Linked DNA regions of Mus musculus: regions 1, 3 and 4 are each linked to region 2. A link is a contact called in public Hi-C and HiChIP or PLAC-seq data. All regions are on one chromosome and are shown on one strand. The core of a region is the stretch at or near the end of the contact, and the rest is flanking DNA. Distances in the headings are between cores, read along the strand shown.

The links. A called contact is a pair of places that touch in the nucleus more often than the background predicts. HiChIP or PLAC-seq counts read pairs in DNA pulled down with a chosen protein or histone mark.
Region 1: an H3K27ac HiChIP or PLAC-seq map of embryonic stem cells shows a contact between it and region 2, with 2.8 times the contacts expected there. The contact joins the enhancer-like site here to the promoter of Flrt2 in region 2. A contact is called at or near these places in 5 of 484 Hi-C or Micro-C datasets (embryonic stem cells, uterus and ventricular fibroblasts) and 8 of 115 datasets of contacts at active chromatin or transcription factors (bone marrow-derived macrophages, embryonic stem cells, heart atrium and 2 more).
Region 3: a contact with region 2 is called in a Hi-C map of cranial neural crest, with 3 times the contacts expected there. The contact joins the enhancer-like site here to the promoter of Flrt2 in region 2. A contact is called at or near these places in 2 of 39 promoter capture datasets (both in the 3T3-L1 cell line), 7 of 484 Hi-C or Micro-C datasets (3T3-L1-derived adipocytes, adipose-derived mesenchymal stem cells, cranial neural crest and 4 more), 4 of 115 datasets of contacts at active chromatin or transcription factors (bone marrow-derived macrophages, embryonic stem cells, fibro-adipogenic progenitors and 1 more) and 2 of 9 other capture datasets (adipose tissue and liver).
Region 4: a Hi-C map of muscle stem cells shows a contact between it and region 2, with 3 times the contacts expected there. The contact joins the enhancer-like site here to the promoter of Flrt2 in region 2. A contact is called at or near these places in 2 of 39 promoter capture datasets (both in the 3T3-L1 cell line), 21 of 484 Hi-C or Micro-C datasets (the C2C12 cell line, adipose-derived mesenchymal stem cells, cerebral cortex and 7 more), 2 of 115 datasets of contacts at active chromatin or transcription factors (bone marrow-derived macrophages and fibro-adipogenic progenitors) and 3 of 9 other capture datasets (adipose tissue, liver and pancreatic islet).

What each region holds. Positions count from the first base shown.
Region 1 is chr12:95,435,417-95,441,937 of GRCm38.p6, forward strand. No RefSeq gene overlaps it. Among named protein-coding and RNA genes, the nearest start is that of Gm26055, 60 kb to the left of the region's middle. Within about 2 kb of position 2,130, at least 10 of the 459 cell types and tissues checked have an H3K27ac peak or open chromatin away from gene starts, as enhancers often do. A contact at or near this core is called in embryonic stem cells, where this site is marked.
Region 2 is chr12:95,687,790-95,693,998 of GRCm38.p6, forward strand. Flrt2 (fibronectin leucine rich transmembrane protein 2) reads left to right here and starts at 4,437. Exons shown (of 2, transcript NM_201518.4): 1 at 4,437-4,826.
Region 3 is chr12:95,464,179-95,470,961 of GRCm38.p6, forward strand. No RefSeq gene overlaps it. Among named protein-coding and RNA genes, the nearest start is that of Gm26055, 89 kb to the left of the region's middle. Within about 2 kb of position 2,698, at least 12 of the 459 cell types and tissues checked have an H3K27ac peak or open chromatin away from gene starts, as enhancers often do.
Region 4 is chr12:95,485,123-95,491,686 of GRCm38.p6, forward strand. No RefSeq gene overlaps it. Among named protein-coding and RNA genes, the nearest start is that of Gm40551, 70 kb to the right of the region's middle. Within about 2 kb of position 3,424, at least 21 of the 459 cell types and tissues checked have an H3K27ac peak or open chromatin away from gene starts, as enhancers often do. A contact at or near this core is called in the C2C12 cell line, adipose tissue, embryonic fibroblasts and 3 more, where this site is marked.

The DNA.
Region 1 (6,521 bases), core at 880-3,379, 250 kb before region 2:
GACTATGACCATCTCATTTGTGTGTTACTTTTTGAGACCCTTTAGACTGTTACAGTGCATTATGATGAAATAGGTAGCTTATCAACAAAATAAGCTGGCTTTCCACAGTTCCTATGTCTGGGAAGACTATGGCCCAGCTGCCACCATAACTGTGTCTCTGGAATTTCAGCCCATCGTCAACTGGCCATATTTTTGTTAGGTGATGGATAGAGTATTTCATAGTAGAAGCACATGAGGGAGTGAATCCACTTACTCCTTGACCAGGTACTAAAATAGAAAGAGAATAGTCTGGGGACACATAATCCAAGCTCTTATCATCAATGATCAGAGGCCCTTCCAGTAAGCTCCACCTATTTAAAGTTCTGACACTTCTCAGTAGGGTCTCATTAGAGAGCAGGCCTTTCATACACAGGACTGGAGGTTACATTCCAGACAAACTACTATGGTTTGCTTTCTTATGGATAGGCATCGCTTTACGGGGGTCTTCCAGTGTAGAAAGCAGAAGAGACCCTCCTTCAGTCTCTGTTACAAGGTTCCTAGTTTTATTTAGGAGGACTGTATTTTCATTCACTAGTCATCTCATTGAGTACTGAGATTTCAGCATGTGAATTGACAAAGGAGGATATCAGATATTTCATCATGCTAAACTCTTCCTCTGGGAAAAAAAAAATCCATGTTCTTTATTCATACAGACTACATTCATCCCATGCTAATCTCCCCAGAAGGCTTAACTTGTTCAGGTGTAAAATGAGAAGTCTGAAGTTGAAGCTTCTCATGTAAGTGTTGCCTAACTCAAACATCATAGGGAGACAGATAAGTGGGTCTATCCCAAGCACAGTTCATCTCCAGATTAAGAACGTATAAATCAGATAATCTGTGTGCTTTAAAAATACAATAGTGTTGTAAGCAAGAAACAAGTGTTCTCATTTCAAGAGGAAAACAATTGAGAGAAAAATAGTGATAGATCCTCCACACTTTTAAATACTGGAGGATTTAGAACCTTAGAATTGGGAACAAAACACCCATGGAAGGAGTTACAGAGACAAAGTTTGGAGCTGAGATGAAAGGATGGACCATGTAGAGACTGCCATATCCAGGGATCCACCCCGTAATCAGCATCCAAACGCTGACACCATTGCATACACTAGCAAGATTTTATTGGAAGGACCCAGATGTAGCTGTCTCTTGTGAGACTATGCCGGGGCCTAGCAAACACAGAAGTGGATGCTCACAGTCAGCTAATGGATGGATCATAGGGCTCCCAATGGAGGAGCTAGAGAAAGTAGCCAAGGAGCTAAAGGGATCTGCAACCCTATAGGTGGAACAATATTATGAACTAACCAGTACCCCGGAGCTCTTGACTCTAGCTGCATATATATCAAAAGATGGCCTAGTCGGCCATCACTGGAAAGAGAGGCCCATTGGACTTGCAAACTTTATATGCCCCAGTACAGGGGAACACCAGGGCCAAAAAGGGGGAGTGGGTGGGCAGGGGAGTGGGGGAGGGTGGATATGGGGGACTTTTGGTATAGCATTGGAAATGTAAATGAGTTAAATACCTAATAAAAAATGGAAAAAAAAAGAAATTTAAATAAAAAAATAACTAATAAAAAAAAAAGAAAATGTTTATTACTATGCATTTTTTGAAAAAAAAAAAAAAAGAAAGAAAATATTCTCTTGGCTCTGTACTGTGACTCTCAGACCACATGGAAGGTCCCACCCTCCAAGATTTGCTGAACTTCCAAGTCTTCTTTATTTTTTTTTTCTTGTTGTTGTTTGTTCCTTTGTTTTCTTTAATAGCATCTCACGCAGCCCTGATTGTCCTTGAACTCACTATGTATCTGAGGATAACTTTGAACTTCTGATTCTCCCAAGTTCTTGGGCTGGAGATTGGTGTCACCAAGCTTGGTGTTTACATGGTGCTTGTGTTTGTGTTGCTGATAGCCCTCGGGCTATTTGTAATTTGATGCTAATTCTGTTCTCTTCTAAGGGGTTTTGAACAAGGAATGAGTCAGCACTCAGGTGATTTCCTGTAAACCTTCTTCCCACCTTAATTTGCAAAATAAAGGCTACAGCTGGTGATTGGACAGAAAAAGGGAAGGTGGAGCTGGAAATTGGGAGAGAGAAGAAGGAGGTGTGGGAGAGAGAGGACTAGGACTACAGAGGAGGAGGTGGAAGGAAAGCAGAGCAGAAGCGAGTGGCCTGGAGAATCTGCAGCTTATAAGGGGTCTCATGGATGGGGAAGATAGTAAGTAGTGTAGTGGTAGATCTGTCCAATCTAGGCACACAGCTTGTATTCATATTAGTTGAGTTGTGTTTTCTTTTCTGGGGCATATTTGGGTTGGAGATTTACTGAAACAGGATTATACACAAATTTTTATGAATGCTATCCAAGCACTCTAGCAGCAGAGCTACATATCCAGCCTTCTCTTTGAGTAGGCTATGTATATTGAACATATAGCAAATTTATCTGTTTTTATTGGTGTGGGTATAATTCCCTGCTTCCATTTATCTAGCAATCTGTTCATGGAAATATATAGTTGTATTTGCAATTAGAGACAATAGAGAACCAACGACTTTGAAATGATCTCACATGACCTGACTCATAAGGCATCATCAGTCAAATGTGGACTGTCACTAAAGGATCTCTGAAGCAACCCCATCACGTCTTTGACACTTTATAAAGAACAACATAAATCTTTGTATGTGAAATAAATGCCTCATTCAACTGACTTTATCATTACACTTGTACAATTAATCAACAAGATTTATAACTGATTTTTAGAAAGAGTGCATTTTGAAATACTTGATTCTGATCCCCCAGTCTTTCATATGTGTTCATGTGCATTTGCGAATAAACAAACATTATTTGTATACAGCATACAAAATGCGCACATAGTCAGGTCTCTAGGCCATTTTCTAATACATTTTTAAAGTCCAGTAAGATTTCAGAAATCAAATTTGGTGACAGAAATTATTCTCTATACCTCTATCATGGAGGCATGTTTTCTTATTCCTGGCTTCTTCTGGAGAAGGTTAGAAACGGACATCTGCATGCTTCTATTAAGACAACGTTGAAGAGCATGATGTAAAGGGATCCAGCGTTTCTTTTATCAGGACAAGATACTTTTTTTGTTTTTTTGTTTTTTTGTTTTTTTTTTTTTTGAGACAAGGTTTCTCTGTGTAGCCCTGGCTGTCCTGGAACTCACTCTGTAGACCAGGCTGGCCTCGAACTCAGAAATCTGCCTGCCTCTGCCTCCCAAGTGCTGAGATTAAAGGCATGCTCCACCACCACCCAGTTACATTTTTAACTCCTATGTTTTTTCTAGTGCATTTTAAAATTAATAGCTTCTAAATAGATGAACTAAATCAATAATTTGTTTAAAATTTTTTTAAATGTAATTTTAAAAAAGAAACCCATGCCCCCCCCCCAAATAGAGTTCATTCTCAGTTATTTTTAATGTGAATTTAATTTACTCTAATTTTTTGAGATTAGGATCTCAGAGTTTGCTTTATTTCTTTGTCCTTTTGATTCTGTTATAACCTATGTGAAGATTAGAGACTGTTCTAGAAGGTAGCCTAACCTTACTGCATGCTCACTAATGACATCTGTTGAAACAGTGTTTTGTAAGGGGTAGTGTTTGTTATCTCCAGTGTAAAAACAGTATATTGTAAGAAATCCACTTTAAAACTGAAGAAATTAGGATCCAGTTGAATTAAAGGGCATTAACGGGATTCTCACTTGTATCCTCTGGAGAGTACAGACTCTGTTTCATTATGGTAGCAAAGGGCTTGTCAATACAACAATCAGGTAAAATATAGGCTATTAGGGTGGGAAGAAAGGTCAGCAGTTCAAGTAGTGTTTCACAAGTGTGAGAAATAGAGGTGACATACCCAGAAACCCATTTACAGAACTAGGGATTGGTGAAGCAGGGCACTGATGACTGATAGACGAGGAGAGTTCAAGTTTCCTTAGGGATGAGGGCCTAGGGATGCTCCAGTAAATAGTCATAGCCCCACAAATACATAGATGTCAGGAAATGAACACAGTGGTGTGTGTGTGTGTGTGTGTGTGTGTGTGTGTGTGTGTGTGTGTGTGTATGTGTGTGTGTGTGTGTGTGTGTAAAGCACACATGTTTGGAAGGAAAGGAAGGAAAAGTCACTGAGGGTATAGATCTCTGTTGTGTGACACGATTCCTGGGGAGATGGAAATAAACATCTATTCGCCCTCTATAAGTACCTGAAGACAGACCAAGGGACAGATACCACCAAATCTAACTTAGTGTGTGAAACCATGATTTTTATTAGGACTTGGTTCAAATGAATATGGGTGAGGGGCTCTTTACAGGTAAGAATTGTCTCATGGTAGCTGCATCACCAAAGCCCATCCCAGCATGGGTGGGCTCACAAAATCTGGAAACATGTTATATAGTGCACAGCTTATAGGCAACTGTACAAAGTAGGCGAGTATCCTCTTCAGGTGGCTCTGCTGGCATAGCCTCTGACGGGCAAGTCCTTTCTTTTGTTTCTTCTAGGCAGTTTTACTGATCTGTTTCTTGAGGTGGCTAGCTTTGCCTGTGGGAGAACCTCAGCAAATTTTACTGTATAAATACTCCGGGAAAAGGATGTGCCTGGTCGGTCTGGTCTGTTTTAGGACATCCTAAAGATATTTTAGGTTGTTCATTTTATGTCTTAATGAACTTCCCTTAAAGATTAAATATCTCAAGTATAAAGGAAATTGCTATACAACAACAGAGAGGAATCAGAAACAGGAATGGATAAAAACAAAACGCATTATATAGGTGTATGAAATTCTCAAACAATAAAAATACACTGTAAATACTTATTTAATTTTCTAAAGTTTTTTTGTTTGGTTGGTTGGGTTTTTTTTGGGGGGGGGGTGGAAACAGGGTTTCTCTGTATAGCCCTGCCTGTCCTAGAACTCACTTTGTAGACCAGGTCGGCCTCAAACTCAGAAATCCATCTGCCTCTGCCTCCCAAGTGCTGGGATTAAAGGTGTGTGCCACCACACCAGACTACATTTTTTAAATAATAAAATGTCAATTAAAATTAAGAAAATACAGCTATAGGTAAATATCCATAAGATAAAATAATATTAAGAAGATCTCTCAATTTTAATTTACTAAATATTGAGACATATTTCTGAAAATAATTTAAAAATCCCCTCCAAATTGCAACTGTTCATTAGCAACATCCCTGACTGTTCAGACTCCTAGATAGAAATGTATGAATTGACTTTCATGCTTAGGAACATAATATCCACTCCACAACCCCATGTATCATAGTAATTTAGATCGTCAAGTCATTTTATTTAAGAACTACATTTATAATGCCATAGTTGACACGTACAATTCTTCCGATGGATCTAAGAAAAAGAAATGAAGAATGTTCTGGGGAAAGTTGGCCACTTTGGTTGCATTTAAAAAAATGTATGATTTCTTGAAGGCGATCAATTTTTCACATAAACAGTAATTTGGACGACATGGATTTGAACCCTTATTCTTTGTAGAGATAAAGACCAGTGAAGAAGTAACAGCAGATGTGGTACTTAGGTACTGAAGATACCCCAAAAGTAATAATAGAGTGTCTGCGTTCTCATCTTATTACATTAGTCAAATCAGATGGCATATGGAAATTACTGGCTACATACTGCTCCAGCAGCACTAGCCACTGTCATTTTGTTGGATATGCCATTAGCTTTCCTGGTATGGAAGATGTTTTGTACCAAATCACAATTATTTGAAGATGGGCATTAAAATGTTTCGTAGGACATGGTACTTGAGTTTAATTTATGTGGTAAATTAACAAAAAATGAACAAAACTATAAACAAACTACACCGAGGTTCTTGGACAAAGTAGCTTGGAGTATTTACCCCAGGGCATAAGGGAAAAATACAGCAGAAAACAGAAGATGAAACAGGATAGTTAGGGAAGGAAGCCTGTTGGGAAGGGGGAAGGCGGGGGCAAGTGGAAATTGAGTGAAAAGTGAATATTTGAGTTCGTCTACGAAGTTGCTTTTGTACAATGATCACATCTAGATAAAATGTATACCTAGGAGGAAAAGCTCTTAATGTCTAGGAAGCAGTGCAAACTTTGATGCATTTCTAACAAAATTGGAATCTGTCCTTTTGCTTTCCCTCAGAAAGCAAAACTGAACTCTTGGTTCAGATCTATAAGGGAGTGCATTTGCTTATCTACATTTTCTACTATATAAAGACTCGAAGTGGGATCTTCGTGCAGGATGGAGTTTTACTGCTAGAGGTCAATATTTCGAGAGCAAAGCCGAATGACAGCTAATGATCTGATAGGAAAGCAAAGAAGAGAGCCATTAAAACCAACTCTTATAATCACAAAGGAACTAAGCTGTGGTGATTTGGAGGAAGAGCAATTATCCATCCATACTCCTTTCTTCTTTATGCATCAGTGCACTGTAAACAACCTAATAACTGCTCCTTCAAATGATGGTTTGAGTCATCAAGAAACAAGTTATATTCACTACC
Region 2 (6,209 bases), core at 3,187-5,686:
ATCATCTTGTAACCTACACAGAAATGGGAAAAAAAATAACATGGCTAAGAAAATGGATGTTCTAGCAATTACTTATAGGCTGGCTTTCCAATCTTAGTTTAAAGGGCTTTTTCATGAGACCAGAGATTCCAGTAGCTGGGGCCGCAATACACAGAAGGCTGGATATAAAATAATGCCACAGAGGTCCCTGTAAAATCAGTATACTGTCAAGAGATCTTCACCATCACTTGAATGAGGCCCTCTCCCTAGAGAAATGTCTTTCAAAGCACTAAAGCACTTTGCACATACTAAAATTGTTTTATTTCTGTAATGAGCATGTAATTATGTGTCTCTGGGACTTCACTAGACTGAGAATTTGACAGGGTAGACACAAAATCTATTCATCAAAGGCCTGCTACAAGTTGAACATTTTCTACAGATGTTTGTGAGGGGATCTTTGCAGTGTAATGTTTTCAAATCAGAAGGGAATGTATCCCAGAGCTGCAGATGGCAGGACAACAGCCCCACTGACAAAATAATTTCATAGATTAGTAGTATTTTTTTACTTGTGAAAGAGAAGAAAAGCAATCTGTGCACTGCATGCTAGCCATGGATTTTCTTGCCATTGTCCCTACCTTAGAAGGAAGGGTGCATTTCTATGCCTGGCAAAGAAGGCTTATTTGTGAAATCAAACCATCTTTGAGCATCTGGTGAGGGGAAGCATGATGGACTATGTACAACTGAAATAGAAGCGTGAAACCAATATAATACTTTGAGATGCTAAGGTCTAGTTGAGAGACAAACTGCAGATAGTTAAACATCACTTTATGGAAAATTGAAATGAACAGCACTCTCTCGGGAAAATGTGACAGAGGGAGACGAGAAGCCATGGGTATAATGACTGCTATGTTTGCATAAATTAGTTGAGGTTTTGAACAAGTGAAGAATGTGATGTAGGAATAGAAGGGAAGCACAAAGAAGATCAAAGAAAGACTATTTTAATGCAGATTAGTTGAAGACTGATTCAAATTGAGTAGAGAAGGGAGAGTGTGGAACAATCTTTCAAAGACATACTGGAGGTGTTCATCATACCAGATGATGCTCTGCACACTGCTGAGGGAGAGGGGTAATAGGTAAGTCCTACCAGCTATAATTTCATGTCAGCCACCAAAAACGCCTGCATTGGCAAGATATCACTCATCAATGGTGCAATCGGACTTAAGGCCTGCTCAATAGGAAGGAATTAATGTCTGGTACTGTAAACCTGGAGATGCTGGAGAGATCATAAACCAGGAAGAAGAATTTAGTACTGCCATTTTCCAAAACGTATATGCTTCCCAAGCATATTATAAATACTTATCTTTACAGGTTACTGTAGCTCTTACCCTTCAACAAAGCAGCTTCTTTTGCAGCCGATGAAGACTGTTATAGAGGTCGGTAACTTGTCAAAATACAGAGAATAAGGGAAGGCAGGTGTCCAGTCACAACCGAAACACCTGCAGTGCAACATCTACACTCAAACAGCTCCAAGAGTATTATGGAAATTTAGTCAGAAAAGTTGGAAGATCAAGAATCTCGGGAGGCCTGATGTTAGATAGTAATCCTTAAGCATAACAGGACAAATGTACCCGTGAAAACTCATAATGTGATTGCTTGGACAAAATCTATGTAATGCCAGTGCCGGTTGACACGCCTGTGTGGACAACGAAAATTTCACATAGTCCCAAACTTACAAGTGGCTGATGAGAGGAGAATCAGGCTTTTCCAACCACCAGGTGTCTTATGGGATATTCAATCCCAGATAGGTAATGATAGGTAGACCTTAAGGCATAGATATAGAAGTTATGCTAAATGGACACATTGATCTCTCTCTGTCTCTCCATCTCTCTCTCTGTCTGTCTCTCTGTCTGTGTCTCTGTCTCTCTCTGTCTCTCTGTCTCTCTGTCTCTCTGTCTCTCTGTCTCTCTGTCTCTCTGTCTCTCTGTCTCTCTGTCTCTCTGTCTCTCTCTCTCCGTGTGTGTGTGTGTGTGTGTGTGTGTGTGTGTGTGTGTGTGTAACAATGATTAATGAGACCACTGATTTAGAGGGAGGAACATGAGGTTAATTTGAGGCATAGATGGTGCAAGTGATGTAGGTAACAATGCTCATGTTTGAAGCTCTCCAAAAAAAGAGAGAAAGAAAGAAAGAAAGAAAGAAAGAAAGAAAGAAAGAAAGAAAGAGAGAGGGGGGAGGGAGGGAGGGAGGGAGGGAGGGAGGGAGGGAGGGAGGGAGGGAAGGAGGGAGGGAGGGAGGGATAAAGGACCTAGGCCATTCCTTGAAGATGCTTTTTTTTTCTACTGTATGCTTTGTAGGAGTGTGGGTTTATTTCAGGGTCTTCGATTCTATTTCATTGATCAACCTGTCTGTATTTATACCAATACCATGAAGGTTTTGTCTTGTCTTTTCTTTCTTTTCTTTTCTTTTCTTTTCTTTTCTTTTCTTTTCTTTTCTTTTCTTTTTCTTTTTTTAATCACTATTGCTCTTCAGTACAGCTTGCAGTCAGGGAAAGTGATTCCTTCAAAAATAACTTTTTTATTGTTCAGAAATGTTCTGGCTATCTTGTTTTTGTTTTTTTGTTTTTCAAATACAAGACTTTTGTTCTGTCTGACCTCACTTCCATGCATTCCTTAAGTTGACTCTTCAGTCAGACTTACGACTTATCACATTGCTTCTCTACATACACTTCCAGTAGTATTTTCTTACATTTATAAAAATCATGATAATAATAATAACAACAACACCCATAGCTTTTTAGAAAGGAGGATATGCTCATTGCACTACTTTATTATACTTTTGAATCATCATTACTGGAAAATGAAATTATATTTATTAATAACCACCCCCTCTTCCTTTTCTGGATTAATTCTGTTTCCAGTAGCATGAATCACAATGTCAAGCCTGTTTAGGGTTTCATCTTGTTGGTTAACCAATATATGTTTGTAAGAATGAGCTTAATATACTGTCTTCTCAGAAGAAGGATATAGAGGATGATAGGTTCTGGGGACACATATGCATAACTGCACAGAAGAATGGATATTTAAAGAACGGTGGAAATGCATATGTCCTAAATTGTGAGCTTTGCTGATTCAAGAACCAAAGGAGCTATTGCTATGCTCTGCTGCCACCTTGGCAAATCAGAAGGATTTACAACGGAATTCTTCAAGCTGAAGTCTGAGGCAGCTCCAGAGGCCTCTCAGGACTGCTGGGCTCAGATGGGCATTTGCAGTTTCTGCCATTCACATCGGGTTGGGTATATTGGGTCCGGAGGAGGCACCGATTCGGTGGTAAAGCGCGGTTTGCTCTCCCTTTTAAAATAACCCCTTTCAGCAATGCCTATTCCACTGTCTAACAGCTTCCTACTGAAGAATAGAGCCTGAGAAAAACAGTTGTACGTTTGTGCTCAGATCACAGTGTCTGGGCTCATTTGACAGAGAAAGCTACAGCAGAAGAGAACAGTTTTCTCAGGCCTGAGTTTCTTTTCTGGGTCAACAAGACGGGTTCTCTGCTTATTCAATTAACTTTCTGGAAGTTCTGAATGTATAGGCAAAGCTGTTCACTAAACCCAAGCCGGAATTTGTTCATTATATAATTAACCTGTTCCAAGGGAGCTGAGGAGACATTGTTAGTCAAATCGCCCTTAAAACTAACCTGATATATATCAAGCCCTGCTCCCCTATTTTTAATTTTTGCATTTGTATTCTTTTTTCCCCCTCTCTATGTTTATTCCACTCATGCCTTTCTCTTTAGGCTCGTTTACCCAATCACATACCAACTTCGTTCTTGTCTCTTTTCCACCCGGTCTTCAGGTGTTTTACTCTTTCTTATTTAACTGATGTCATTTAGTTGACACCAGCTTCTGATGGGTAGGAGGGAGGCCACTCTCCTTGCGGTTTCATTTAAATTTGGCAGGAGTGGGTGGGTCCCCTTCTCCATTCCTCTCGCACTGCACTTGAAACTCTGTTAAGAGTTAGAGCTTGATCAGAGATTTCTAAGTCTTCAAAGCGCAGCTGGGCAAGGAAATTATATGAGAGGCGGGGGACACAGAAGTAAAGGAATAAAAGCCAACTTTGCTGGCAACTTCAATAAATCCGGTAACTGGAGGTTAAAAAAAAAATAGATTGTGAGGGCTGGGTCTGGTCCGGATGAAACGTTAGGTTCCTTCCCATCTCCGAGTCTCTCTCGGAAAGCGCGCCACTGGCACCTTGCCACCCAAGTGCCCCTAGACAGCCACACGCCCACTGGAACTGCACGTGAACAAAGCTTTTGCCCGGAAAGCCAGCGTCTGTGGTTTCTCAGCGCAATCTAGCTTCTATCCGGAGTGTAGGGTGAACACAGGGTTAAGCCAGTTCCCTCCTCGATGGGAGGGAAAGGAGTGGGAGGTGAGCAAAGCTTTCTGTCTTGCCGGGTACCTTGCAGTTAGTTGTACATTTGAAAGCAGTCGCCATCACTTGTGAGTTTGGCGTCATCCATTGTCACCACCAAGGAATGTGCGCTGGGAGATAACACCAAGGGCAGTGCTTCTCAAACACGCAGAGAGCTCTTTCTCTCTCTGCTTCCAGGTGCGCTCTTATCTGGTCCTCTGTCCCAAGTTTCCAGAACGTGGAGGCAGCAGCGCAGAACCGGTCACCGCGTCCACTGAACCTCAGGACCAGACTGGCAGTTCTCAACGATGGGCAGGAGGGACCTCGGCGGCGACCCCTAAAACAATACCATGCCCGGGGAGTCCCTCTACTGCCGCTCTAGCTTCTTCCCTTTCCACCTCCCGGACCCGGTTGGATTCGGATGAGCTAAGGAGACAAGGCTGCCAGGTAAAAGGATTGCTGTGCCAGGTGAAATTTCTAGTGACTGCCCTAGCTTTCTTTACATGGCCACCACATTATTTGGACCCCCACTCCCTTTTGAACAAGTGGTGGGTGGTCACTAGGTGGGTGTTCTATGTTTTGTCTTTTTATCCGCAAAGAAAATGGGATTCTTTTTCTATCTACCCCGACTACTTGGGGACCCGGTGTGTATGTGTGTGTGTGTGTGGGGGGGGGGGGGGCTGCGCCTTCTACATTCAAGTCGATTCCAAGTCCTCTAGGGAGTTTTGTAACCGAGTTGTGGGTAAAATCGCTCATTTGCTACCTGCCAAAAGCATCGATCCTAAATGGAGTTTTCCAAATCCCCTAAGCTTAGAACAGCCTTTCATTTCCTTAGAATGCTTCTCTTAAGTCCGGTAAGTAACAACCCTCCATACCCATCTGGGTTGAATGCAAGAAGTGTTATTATCAAGCCTCAGTATCTCAAGCCCCTACCTGCCCTATGCCCGAAATCCGGGATCAATTCCCCACTAAATTGGGGATGCTAGTTCGTTTTCTTTCCAATCGCTCGTGATTTTTACAAGCCAAGGACCTTTCCTGCCCTGCTGTTGCACCAGAACTGGTAGTTCCATAGCTGGTGTAATTGTGCTTTCCTTACTGGTCAGGGATGGAAAAGTCCCCAGGAGATCCCGATACTGGGGAGTCCACTTTCCCTGCGTCCAGTGCCTGGGCTGCGGAGATAGGTCCTTCTATGCCCTCAGGCGCTGAATGCAGATACCCAGAGTAGTAAGGGGGACGGACCTATCCAGCTGCCCTAGAGCCTCCACTAGACTCTGGCCTCCTGGAAAAAGCCCTCCTCTGAGCTGAACAGCCCAGGGCTCTTACTGGAGTTTTGAGAGCTAGTGTGGTCACTTTTTCTTGTAATCTCTTCCATGATTAAGAAGCCCAGCTAGCTAAGTCTGTCTTGGAAGGGCTGGTCCCACACTTGCTATTTGGATAAATCATGTGGCCTGCCAGGCGCCTTGGGCGACCAGGGGCAGTTGTTCCTGAAGGCTATCAACATCACCACTCTTATCTTGGCACTTTACTTCGGAAGCTTCCAAGATGACTCTCACTATCTGTTCTCAAATTAAAGTCTCCATTGGAGCTCCATTCTCTCCTGGTTATTTGTAGGTTACACTTTGAGTTTGGAGAAAAGACAGACGAGGGTATGTCTATGTGTTTTCTAGCCTCCTTTGTATATATAAAGCACGGGGAAGGGTGGCAAGCTCTCTTGAACCCCAGTGGTGTGTGCCAATGTGAGAGAATGCCCGAGTCGCGGCGGGTTTGGGTGGATCCCTGTGTGGCTTGGGAGACAAATCGGGCGTTTCTCCAAGTCGCCTTACCAGGGTT
Region 3 (6,783 bases), core at 1,448-3,947, 230 kb before region 2:
AACGGAAAAAAGCAAAAGCAAGTTATACAGTGATATACAGTAAAAGAGTAAATGTTTATATCTATTTTGAGGTCAAAACTAATTCAGTGCAAACCTAATAGCCTAGGATTGATCTCTAAAAGAAACACAGAAAGAAAAACCCCATAAAAATTGCCCTATAGCTTCTACAGGAGGACACTTTATAAACAATAATTAATAATAATATTGATAATCATCATCATAATCAAAATTCATTAAGGATTGCCTGAATGCATTGTTTACCATCAAGATAATAAGTTTTCTTGTATAAATTAACACAAGTTAAACACCTTCTTCTTTTTATTAAGTAGTAATTATTGATGACACAGCAAGTTATTTATACATTTTTAATATATAAATAAGTTATATAAAACAATGGTATTTAGAATGTGATTTGGCCAGTACTAAGTGAGCATTTCCACCTGTCCTTATTGTTCATTTTATCTCAAAGCCATACATTTGGTAGCCTCAAATTTCTCATTTCTTTTTCTAACTGCCTTCCTACAAACACTGTGTCAGATAACATAAACGTGGCCAGGAGAGCAATACAGACACAAACACAAAAATAAATCTGCACCAGATCTATAATGTTTATATTCTAATGAAGGAAGACAGTTAAAAAACAAATAGGTATATATAATGTGACATCTATGAAGACAAATTATCTCAAATGACAGAAAGGATCTTTCTTCAGAAATAACTGTGATTATCTTTCCAAGAAGTTGATATTTCAGCCAACCAGAATAAATGAAGATCTGAGTGCTTTGTGCACTGGAGAGTAGCTCAGGGAACTGGAAATTCAAAGGCCCTAGAGGCAGAAAGAACTAAGTAGAGCATCAGACAATCACAGGCTCATTTTTTGCAAAGAGAAGTAATCTACTTAGGGAAATGTTGGAGTACAAAACTAATTTTGTGAAAGAATTTCCAAACTAAGATTATGTTACATTTCATCAGTGACTTAGGACAAATACATTTTGGTTATTGCTAAAGTATAATTTTCCAAAAAGTAAATATCTCAACATCTAAGTAACTCAAAAATAGGCCCTTGTCAGAGACTTTAATTCTTTAATTAATGAAAGGTTCAGTGAGATATTAAGACCAGTTCAAAGTATACTTGTTGATCCAGAAATATCCTTAATTTAATTAAAGGGAATAAGGATCAGATTGCTGGGGTAGACATAAGGCTGGCTATTGTCCTAGAGCATAAGAACCAGGAATTTTGGGATTGTGTTTGAAACATACAAATTTATGTGCCTTTCTATAAAATGACTATCTCCATAATAACATATAAGAAGGTTTCAATCAGTAAAACCAGCAATTGGAGTGAGCCCCATCTTTCTACATTACATTGAAATAATACATTAGTTGCTTTTTGCTTGATTTCCCCGTTAAGTAAGAGCTTTTCTGTTTAACTTTCAGAGAAATGCCTTTAGAAGAATAGTGGCATATATCATATATGTGTGGTGTATTAGCCTATCATCAGGACTGCCATCTGTGACAATCTCTGAAGTTAAAGTCTCAAGCTCAAGAAACTTAGACAAATACAGCCTCCCCCACACAGCAATCTTTTTGTTCAATAATCCCCCCTTGATTTGCTTAAACAGAGTTTAATTGGAATCCCCCTCCTTTGCTTTCTCCTCATTTGTAACAAATCAGAATTCAGGGCAACAGCTAGTTGAGTTCCCTGAGTTTCAGACTTTGACTCAGATTTTAGGAGTAACAATTCTTAAAGACGTGACTTTGACAAGGACTTTTTAATGCATTGGGTTAGTTAATTCTACATTATACCCACCCATTCCTTAGACCACAATGCCCTGGGAGAATCTGCATATTGCTTCTTGCCAAGCACTGTCAAAATCCCAGTTTCCATACTGTGCAAAGGCGACAGAGAATATCAGTAAACTCCAGTTTTGCTTACCCCAAACTTCACAAGGAAATTTCCCTTTCCAGCACACCCGCTGCAGCACATCTCCATCCTGCTGCTTCCGGGATGTGTTAGTACATACAGAGAGAGTGGGACGCTTTTCCAGCTTCTCCTTTGGGGGGTTTTGAGAAGGTCACATATCCACGGTGCCTTAATCTTACCAGTGAGAATACGTCTTTTCTCCCTGCCTTCTCTTATTTCATCAGAAGCCTTCCTCATAGCTCATTGCCTATATACCAAAGAAGTCAGTATCATGAGGAAACAATTACTCTCTTGTGATTAGGGGTTGGACGGAAAGCTTTATACTATTAAAAATAAGGCTAAGCCTAAACAATTAGTCAATATAAATTGAGATACAAGTTTATTAATCTCCATCCATGGGATCCAACTGTTTATAAAAATTACCCACATACACGGTAATGACTGGCTTCAACAGCACAATATATCAGCAAAGTAACTTTATTCTCCTCAGACATGGTTATTTTACACAACCCAGGGCTAGATTAGTGCCCCGCAGCAAAAATGCTACTCCTGAGGCAACATTGTATAAGCTAAGCCTATGCCTTTTACCAGGCTTCTCTGTGAAGTCATTTGCAATCCATTTTCTTTTAATTGGAAACAAATTAGTGCTGTCTGGAGAGAACAATGTGAACATTGAACCAGGGATCTTTTTGGTGTCGCACACCCAGAGCAGTATGAGCTAAAAAAAAAAAAAAAAAAAAAAAAAAAAAAAAAAAAAAAAAAAAAACTTCCTTTTTTCGCTGTAACTTTTGAGCTTCCTATTATTTTATGTAGCCTCAAGGGTCCCACTATAAGCAAGCCGTTAATGCTAATGTGAAAATCTTGCGATGTTTGGAATAAATTAAGCACATGCTCTACCCTAATTATTTTACAGGTATTGCTGCTTTGCTGGCGAGGTTGCGGGGAGGAAGCCGACTGGAAACTTGTTTAATCATCTGGTAGACATTAAGCTGAAAGGATCCCTGTCTATGCCCATTGCTTAAACTCTGTTTAGTAAACAGACTGCGCACAGCTAACTGCCCTGCCTTCTCTTTGAAATGAGTATATAAATAAAAGGCCACCACTGCTGTGTATATTTCCACTTATGAGACTTCTAGCCACAGGGTTGCGCCATCATTAAGTGTGGGGGCTGTGGAAGTGTCAGCACAGAGGATAAATGTCAATTAGTGCCCGTGGGACAGATGATGAGTCAGCTACCTACTGTCTTCAGGAACAGGGTGATGACTTTATAGCTTCCCTTACTCAAAGGTTATTTTTAAAAGGAAGTTGGGAGTTAGGGAAGATATCAAAAGCCTCATTTACTTAAATTGACTTCTTACAGAGACAGCTAGTGAATTCCTGGCATCAGAAGTAATCTTTTATTTCAGACATCCAGATTCCTAAATGTAGCCTCCTGCTCCACCTTGTAAAGGTGGAATGGAATCGGAGTTCTGCATTGTTAAGGACCTCTGGGTGACAGATTCATTGCGGTATCCTAATCTGATTCAATGGTTTATTGTGGAATTGTGAGAACCGTCTCATTTTTCCTGCCTTCACTCTGCTGAGACTTCACTGCCCTGACTGGACGCTGAACAAGGAGATGGAAACTCCGCGACCCTACTTAAGGCAGATGTTTATAGGGCTTTAAAAGGAAGGGTGGCTAGGTCGGCTAGCTATGCCTATTAAAGTACAATTATCAACAGAGGTTGGTGTGTTATTTAAAAATGGAATACAAATGTCACCTACGAACAAGCCTTGTGTGAAAATCTCAATGGCTAAATTCCACCGAGGGATGCAGAGTGCCGTGTTGCAACCCTCCTGCCATCTTTATAAGCATCACCATTGGGGTATGAAGGGAATATATAGGAATTCAATCAGGTTGTAGTATGGTTGAGCGTCAAGCTCAGTATTTGAGAGCTTTGTGACTCAGATAGTGTAGAGGGATACTAGACTCCCACGGAGTTCACTGCAAGCATATTATTAAGTTCTTTCTCTGGTATCTGGAGGCTAAGGGCTGTCCTGAATGTTAGGATGTGACAGTTCTAAAAACCTCAATTGGTTTTGATAATGACTTCAATTTAAAGTTTTGCTGTCCCTTTATTATCACAAGCATAATATTTATTCAGGACGACATCTTTACTTTTTTTTTTTTTAATTTCCCACAAGGCTCATGTTTCGAAAAATGTCATTTATTTAGTGACCAGTGTCTTTGTTTTATCTTATAGTAAAAGTTTGTAAAAGAGACACATTCTTTTCTTCAATTACTATAGAAAACAGAAGCATTTTCTCATTACAACCTAAGATACTTTTCTTAAACATTACCAGGAATGTATTATCATCATTCTTTAAACAAGGCATTTTACAAAAAAAGAAAGAAAGAAAGAAAGAAAGAAAGAAAGAAAGAAAGAAAGAAAGAGAGAGAAAGAGAGAGAGAGAGAGAGAGAGAGAGAGAGAGAGAGAGAGAGAAAAGAGCTTTTGTGAAATTAAACAGTATTCTTTTGCTGTGTCTTTGGCACATCTGATACATAGTTGATTATCATAGCAGATGATTTAAGTAGAGCTGCAGGTATTTGTTCAACTTTAGATTTTTAATTTTCAGATATTTCCCCATAAATTTAAGATACATAAAGCATCAAGTATCCAAGACTCATATCAGTGATAAAAGACCTACATATTTTACCTCACATAAATTCGTATAAGACAAAACAGCAGACATCACTAGCTTCATTTAGAAGGTAGGGTAAAAAGGCTAGTCTAATGTTTATCAGCTTTTGTAGAAGAATCACTACAAAGAAGTTCTTTACAAGCAACATCAATGCTTTTCTTCTTTCTATAGACAACAGGGTACGGTCCTGTATTTGCAGAAGCCAGCTTTGGAACTTTGTAGAGATAATTGGGGAGCCCCTAATCCTTACCGACATGTTTCATAAAAATCAGTAATAAGGATTGTGGCATAAACACCATTTGTCTGAGCAAAAGACGTAAAGAGATTCTGAGCTTGAGCTCATTAAATCAATTGTTATCTGTCTTAACCCAAACCTAATCTCAGAATTAGAAATGCTACATGTATAAAGGAAGGACTTTGGAACAAAGCTTCTGTTCTTATTGCTGCAAAAGTTTCTAAGAGATTGTAATTAAGAATATTTGTTAGCTTCTGGAGAATTAAAAACTAAAGCACATAGATGATGAAACATTTGTGCCCATGTATATTAACAAAGCCATGCAGAGAAACACTTCGCCCTAATGATCTCTTCTAATTTGCAAAAGTTACTGTTAAAATAATGTATCATGTATGGGAAAATAAATCCTGCCATTAACAGGTTTTGAACCAAGTAAGTACAAGAAGGGCCTCAGATGAATTAAAAATCCATGTACCTTATACATTCTTTTTTTTTTTTTCCATTTTTTATTAGGTATTTAGCTCATTTACATTTCCAATGCTATACCAAAAGTCCCCCTTACCCACCCACCCCCACTCCCCTACCCACCCACTCCCCCCCTTTGGCCCTGGCGTTCCCCTGTACCGGGGCACACAAAGTCTGCGTGTCCAATGGGCCTCTCTTTCCAGTGATGGCCGACTAGGCCATCTTTTGATACATATGCAGCTAGAGTCAAGAGCTCAGGGGTACTGGTTAGTTCATAATGTTGTTGTATTCCCTGAATTCACTTGTAATGTAGAAAAATCACAAGGAAGAAATTATGTCCTGAACTTCTGTGAGTCAGCTGGCCACTATAATTACAAGAGTTGGCAGAACATTCTCTTTCTATAAGTTTTTCATCGATGTGTGGTTTCTAATTCAAAAAGCAAAAGGCTAAAGAATACAGGGAAGTGAGGCACCTACTTTATTGTCCTGGACTTTACTTGCATCCTTCCTGTGTCAAGATTTCTCTTTTTTTGGGCGAGATCAGTTTCTTGACTCTGCCTAGCCAGCCTTCAGGAAATAACTGGCTCTCATAGTGATGGGTGCCAGGCTCGCAAACACTGCCTGTTTTCTTTCCCACGACTCCAATAAATGCTGTCTTGTTGAGTCATAAGCATGCTGTCTTTCACAAAAGAACCTTCGTTTTCTTTAAGGGTGATACATGCTCATCTCACTGGCTAAGTCAGGTCTAGTTCATGGGTGGTGACTCTGAGACGTAATTTACATATCTCTCTCTCTCTCTCTCTCTCTCTCTCTCTCTCTCTCTCTCTCTCTCTCTCTCCCTCTCTCTCTCTCTCTCTCTCTCTCTCTCTCTCTCTCTCTCTCTCTCTCTCTCTCTCTCTCACACACACACACACACACACACACACACACACACACCTAACTCACAAAATGTCTTTTCTTCCTGACCTTTGCTGCCTTGCCTCTCAGTTTGTTGTTGTTGTCAAAAGGAGATAAGCATAAGTTGGTCAAGATTATTTCCTGAAAATGATCCCATTCTGAATTCATTAAGTAAATTTTGACTTTGAAAAAAATAGAAGGCAAAGATTATTTTTCTTTCTCCCTTCCTCCAGAAAGTGGTTTGCATTAGTAAACTTAATAGCAGTTAGGGTTGTATGTGATTTTCTTTTTTTTTTTTTTTCTTAGTCTCATGTGGTGATTCAGATGATAAAGCCACTTCTGTATTACACTTCCTTCTCATGTACAGACTTCCTATTATCATTAAATCATAGTAGAATCTTCTAACAAGTCTGCCATGGAATTAGAAACACAACTGCTTCATTGTGAGTTCTGAGAGCCAGATCTTTACTTTTATATCTGATAGTAACTGCTATCAGACTTTAGTGACTTTTAATTTATTTTCTAAGTATTTCGATCTTTGGGCACATAGGTCCAAATTGATCAATAAAAACAACAACA
Region 4 (6,564 bases), core at 2,174-4,673, 200 kb before region 2:
ACCCTGATATAGCTCTCTCTTGTGAGGCTATGCCAGTGCCTGGAAAATACAAAAGTGGATGCTCACAGTCATCAATGGGATGGAACACAGGGCCCCTAATGAAGGAGCTGGAGAAAGTACCCAAGAAGCTAAAGGGTTTGCAGCCATATAGGAGGAACAACAATATGAACTAACCAGTACCTTTGAGAACTGTGTCTCTAGGTGCATATGTAGCAGAGGATGACCCAGTCAGCCATCAATAGGAGGAGAAGCCCTTGGTCTTGTCATGATCATATGCCCCAGTACAGGGGAATGGCAGAGCCAGGAAGTAGGAATGGGTGGGTTTGGGATCAGGGTGGTGAGGGAGAGGGTGTAGGAGACTTTCAGGATAGCATTTGAAATATAAATGAAGAAAATATCTAATAAAAAAAGGAAAAAAAAGAAATAAGGAATGTAAAGTAAATTAATTAATTTATTAATGGGGAAAAATAAAGATGGCATGAGATGTAGTTACCCTATATATAAATGTCTACACCCAGAGATTACAGAATCTCATAGCTAAGTGTGCATTCAAACAGGCAATGAAACATCAGATAAATCAGGAAGAGACCTTATAGAATTTGCAAAGTAGCAGGAATCATTTTGTGAACTGAAGAGCTGATCCTTGAGGTTGAGTCTGATGAGTTTCTTATAGGAAGGTGGCAGGGGTGGGGGTGGGGAGGGGGGATCTTTGAAGTATCAGAATTGAATTGTGAAAGCACCTTTCTCTGGAAAGAGTTGGCCAGGATCTAAGCAGGAAGGATTTCTATGACTCAGTTGTACATTTTTTGTCCATAGAAGAATATTACAGTGACCACATCATATAATTTAAATATATGTATAGATATTTAAGTTGTTTTCAATAGTTAATAGTGAAAAGTGCTGAACATAATTTTGCTGTTGTAACTTTAAGAAAATTCTAAAGTAAGGATTTACCAGGCTTTTAGATACCAATGAAGTTAAAGATAATTTTGGTAATGAAGAATGGTCTCCATAGGATTGAAATGCTTGTAAGAAAGCACTCATTTTTCCTCCTCCTGGGTAAGGAAAGTCAGACAGACTTAGGAAAATTAGATTTTCACATCCATATTCTACTTTTGTCTAGCACATAGCTACCTAAAAATATCCATCCTATTGTTATTGATAGGAATGTGGGAGTGTTAATGCATTCTCCATATGTGTTGTATAACAATAAAGAGTTAAGAAAATTCACACATTGGGAAAATAGTTAGTAAGCACAGAGGGTGGTCCTGGCATTGTATGCTGTCATTGGCATAAAGGAAAATTACACTCACAGGGAGACACAAATTTCATTTGAGAGTTGCAATTATCTAATCAGTGAAAGAATATGTTTCAGTTTTATAATTTATCCCAAGCCAGCACATAGACTGTTATAAAGAAAATAATCCCCCCCAACACACACCACACAAGAGATAATGTTAGCTCCTTCCCTGGATGCATCATTCCCTCTATTTGAATTCCATGCACTTACAAAAAGCAAGTAGAGTAGGCAGTTCTAATTTTGTTGAAGTAGTTTTTGGTTATATCAGGCCTGATGACCAAGTGTCTAAGTGAGCATGAGAATTTTTATTTAGCTCAACCTTCTGAGATGCTTCTCCAAGCATACTGGGAAGGATATTTTGGGAAATTTTTCATGGTTCTTGTTATACTGAGTATTGCAAGATATACAAGGAAATTTCCAGGTCTACTAGATTCTCTAAAGGTTTGTGTGACAGAATCTGTATACACTAGCAAAGAATGTAACGTGGGATGACATGTGTTGTTGCTTGAACAGTCCATCTAATGAGCCTGAATAGAGTTGGTGTGTCTGTAGTTTCTAAGAATTTCATCTGACTTGAATACTAATCAATACATCATTAGCCAGCATATTTTTTTCCTTCTGGGATTGTTGTGACAACTGCCTCTATAACATGACTTTGCAATTTGGACACTACTGGAAACTTTAGGTAGATGCTGTTTTGGGGGAGTTGTTCTTTTTTTTTTAATATTTTTTATTATTACGTATTTTCCTCAATTACATTTAGAATGCTATCGCAAAAGTCCCCCATACCGTCCCCCACCACTTCCCTACCCACCCATTCCCATTTTTTTTTTTTTTGGCCCTAGAATTTCCCTGTACTGGGGCATATAAAGTTTGCGTGTCCAATGGGCCTCTCTTTCCAGTGATGGCCGACTAGGCCATCTTTTGATACATATGCAGCTAGAGTCAAGAGCTCCGGGGTACTGGTTAGTTCATAATGTTGTTGCACCTACAGGGTTGCAGATCTCTTTAGCTCCTTGGATACTTTCTCTAGCTCCTCCATTGGAGGCCCTGTGCTCCATCCAATAGCTGACTGTGAGCATCTACTTATGTGTTTGCTAGGCTCCGGCCTAGTCTCACAAGAGACAGCTATATCACGGTCCTTTCAGCAAAATCTTGCTAGTGTATGCAATGGTGTCATCGTTTGGAGGCTAATTATGGGATGGATCTCTGGATATGGTAGTCTCTAGATGCTCCATCCTTTTGTCTCAGCTCCAAACTTTGTCTCTGTAACTCCTTCCATGGGTGATTGTTTCCAATTCTAAGAAGGGGCAAAGTGTCCGCACTTTGGTCTTCGTTCTTCTTCAGTTTCATGTGTTTTGCAAATTGTATCTTATATCTCAGGTATACTAAGTTTCTGGGCTAATATCCACTTATCAGTGAGTACATATCATTTGAGTTCTTTTGTGATTGTGTTACCTCACTCAGGATGATGCCCTCCAGGTCCATCTATTTGCCTAGGAATTTCATAAATTTGTTCTTTTTAATAGTTGTTCTATGCACTTCAGGATGCCATGCAACATCCCTGGTCTGTGTCTCTACTAACTACACTCAAAAGCACTCACTTTTAACAACAGCCCAAACTTCCAAAACAGTCTGTCAAAAGTCTCCTATGACTTAATATTGCTCTCTGTCCCCTTCTAGGAAGCACTTATCTAGGCTAAAGTGTCTCACACATACCTTAGCAACACACCTTGTGAAAATTACCAAGCCAAACGAAGTTGCTTTGGAAGGGAATTCAGCAGAGAATCTAGCAATGACAGTGAGTGCCATAAACTGTGCATTTAAGATACCTAGAGAATGACAACAGTAAGTGTAAATTGCTAGACACAGTCTAGGACTGAAATGAAAAAAATTGAACTCAGCACAGTTACAGATGACCATACTTGTATGTTCTCCCCAGTGAACTTAGAACTGAAGTTCTTTGAGTACCATGGAACAGAATTCGTGGTGGGAATCAATGGGGTATTTTATTCTGGAAGTTAGGAGGAAGTGAGGAGAAATGGGACTCTTCTACACCAGGCTCCATATTTGTCTCCTCTCTAACATTCTTGGCTTTGTGTGATTCCATTTGCTTCATGGCTCAGAGAGCAGTCATTGCTCACCAGCAGGCTAGGAAAATATGAGCTGAGTTCATCGGATTTCCTCTGTAGGGAGAACAAAGTAGAAAAGCCAACTGAATTTGACAAGCTGGAAACCAACTCGAGGGACAGACAAACAGTGGAGTCACCAGAATAGCAGCACACTGTGCTCTGTCTTTGCACAGGTCCTGAGCTTTGTGGCTTCCTGAAAACAAACTTCCCAGCTCTCCTAGTGTTTATGTGGTTGATTTCTTAAAATGTCCCGTTACTTGCTGTAAAAGTAACTGTGTGGGGGATGTTGCTTTCAGTACTAGATTTTTATCACTTTGGAAAATTCTGCCTTGTGCACTGGTGCAAAAATTTCACTATGTTTTCTTTTCTGTTTTGGACCCATGTCAGTAGGAGTAAGAAAGATTTGGTCACTGCTTTGTCACCTCCATGACTTCCAAACCCACAGTATTGATGTTTCTATAAAGATAGACATTTGCCAAAGTCATTTACTTAATGATGACTATAAAGTATATGGATAACATGACCTTTGTGTGTGTTTTCCTAAGTATATTGAACTTGAAATAAATCGTACATTATTTGAGTACACTGAAGTAAAATGTTAATCCAATGATCTGTTGCTATTTCATCTGACATGGATGTTTAATGTGACCTAACAAATTAAAGTAACCATGATTTTATGAGGTAGAAACCGTATCATGGTAGATGTTCAATAGCTAAAGATGGTGGCTAAGGGACATAGGTGTCCAGTTTAATTTTTATGCCAAGTAACTCATTGTGTTCTCCACCCTGGATTTCTCAATTTCTCTTTCAGATGCAACATAAAAATATCTATTTTGTGTGCATGTAAATGGGATTGAAGTCCTCCAGTGAAGCTCAAATTAGAAATGTTCCCAAAACCTTGGGAAAGGGAGGTTTTAAGGAGGGTTTTTCCATGTGCCAAATGGGCTCTGTTTCCTTTTCAAAGAAAGAAATGTGCTGCAACTGCAGACTGATTTATCAGAACTGCTGTGGTATTCAGAAGTGACTCACCAGCCAGGACAATACAAGCCATCCTCATAAATTACATGTCGTCATCGCCCACATGTATAAACATCCATAAAGTATGTGGAAAATCACAACACCAAAAATTAAATAAATAAATAAAGTAAGGTAAAGTGTCTGAGGGATAGCATATTTATTAAAAAATTCTAAAGTTACAGTCTGGCTTAATCTTTCTCCTTTAAGAATATTAATAAATTAGTCTAAGTATGCATAGTTACTAAATTAGTCTATTTTTGTTACTATGAAAAAATATCCGAGGAAAAACAACTCAAGGACAGTTCTAAAGGTATTGAGCCCATCATGACAAGTAAAACATGGTAACACCAACACTAATTAGTGTGATCATATGTATTCATACTCAAGAGGCAGAGAAAGAACAAAACATTAGAAGCAGATTACATAAATTCAAAGATGTCCCATCGATGTACTTCCTTCAAAAGGTTTCATTTCTAAAGGTTGCATAATCTTCCCAAACAGCATTATCAGCTAGGGAACTGATGTTTAAATACCTGACCCATTTCACATTCAATCCACAGCAATTATATAAATTGGAAAAGGGTATTCCATATGGCAGTCATCTTGAAATGAAGTTAATCATTGCTTTTGTAGAGACCTCTGTTTAAATTGTTACTCTAATTAAGGACTATTAAAAGACAGTTGAGCCATGTGCTCTTATAATTCTCCTAAATGTACCTGTCTATTTAGGTTAAGAATAAATGTTATTAAAAGATAGATTCAAAATGATATTCATGACATATATTAACTTATATTTTATTAGTATGGGCATATTATACTTTGACTGGTGAAAAGATGATTAAGAATTAAGAATTAAAAGATATGTACCTGTCATGTGTAAAATCCTTCTTTGGTATTTCTGTGTATTATTACTGTCAGAGGGAAGAGAATGCTTTCAGCATGAAATCTGTAAAGGGCGTGGACTCTAAGAGTCTGTAGATATGGTGGGTGGTATATATTCTAGGAATCATGCTGCTGTGTAGAGATTTGGAGTAATTAAGCACTAGGAGTCCATCTGTATTTACTTAATTATATTCTTAATTTATTGCTTTTGTTTGTCACATAGTAGTGCCCCCTTATCTGTGGATTCACATATGTGGTTTCAGTCAACTGGGTTACATCAAATAGTAAGTATAAATTGTCTGAATCAATGCCACCTCTGAACTCTGGCTTTTGAGTAGCATGATGGCATTTGACACTGCCTTGCCCTGTGCTGTTTAGGTCTCCAGTCACTGCTTTATCACGTTACCCCTGCTTTGTCTGCCTCTTACCTTTCAGTAACAGCCTCTAGGTTATGAGCTAGAATGGGATATTGTCTCTATTTTCGATGGCGATCATGCCAAAAGAAAATGATTCTAGGAGGCATGAAACACTGAAGGGCGAATTAACTCTGGTGGAATGTCGAAGTACTGTAGGACATATCACTTATCACAGTCTATAAAGAGTTCTTGAGAAGTCAAGTCCTTTCTCTCCTAGAGCTACTAAGAAGACACAACATGCATCTTCCTGTCTCATTCTGATTCTGTCATAAGATACTCTGATTGAAACCAATGTGAGAGGCAAAAGATATATTTGGCATACATTTCCAGGTCACAAGCCATCTCTGAGGTTAAGTCAGGGCAGGAACCTTAGAGCACAAAACATGGAGGAGTGCCACTTCCTGGCTCGTTCAGAGGCTTATGTTTAAATAGGTTTATTTTCAACCCAGGGCTATCTGTCTACGGGTGGTACTGCTCAAATAGGCTAGACCCTCCTACATCAATTAATAATCAAATCATTTTCCCACAGATAGGCAGATAAGCCAATCTAACTGAGGTAGTGCCTCTATTATAGCTCTGTATACTTTTTCAAGTTAACAATTCATGCTAACTAAGAGTGCAAACTAATTCAGAATTACATTTTGTTTTATTGTTTCTATTTAACTCCAATTATTTTTTAATCCAGGAAAACTCAGTAAGATTGAAAAAGAATTGTGCTGTTGAAGCAATGTTTTGTATCTCTTAAATGTGTGAATTATTCCTCTTGTTAACACTTAACCAGTTGAGACACTCTGAGTCATTTTGTTTCAGACTCTCT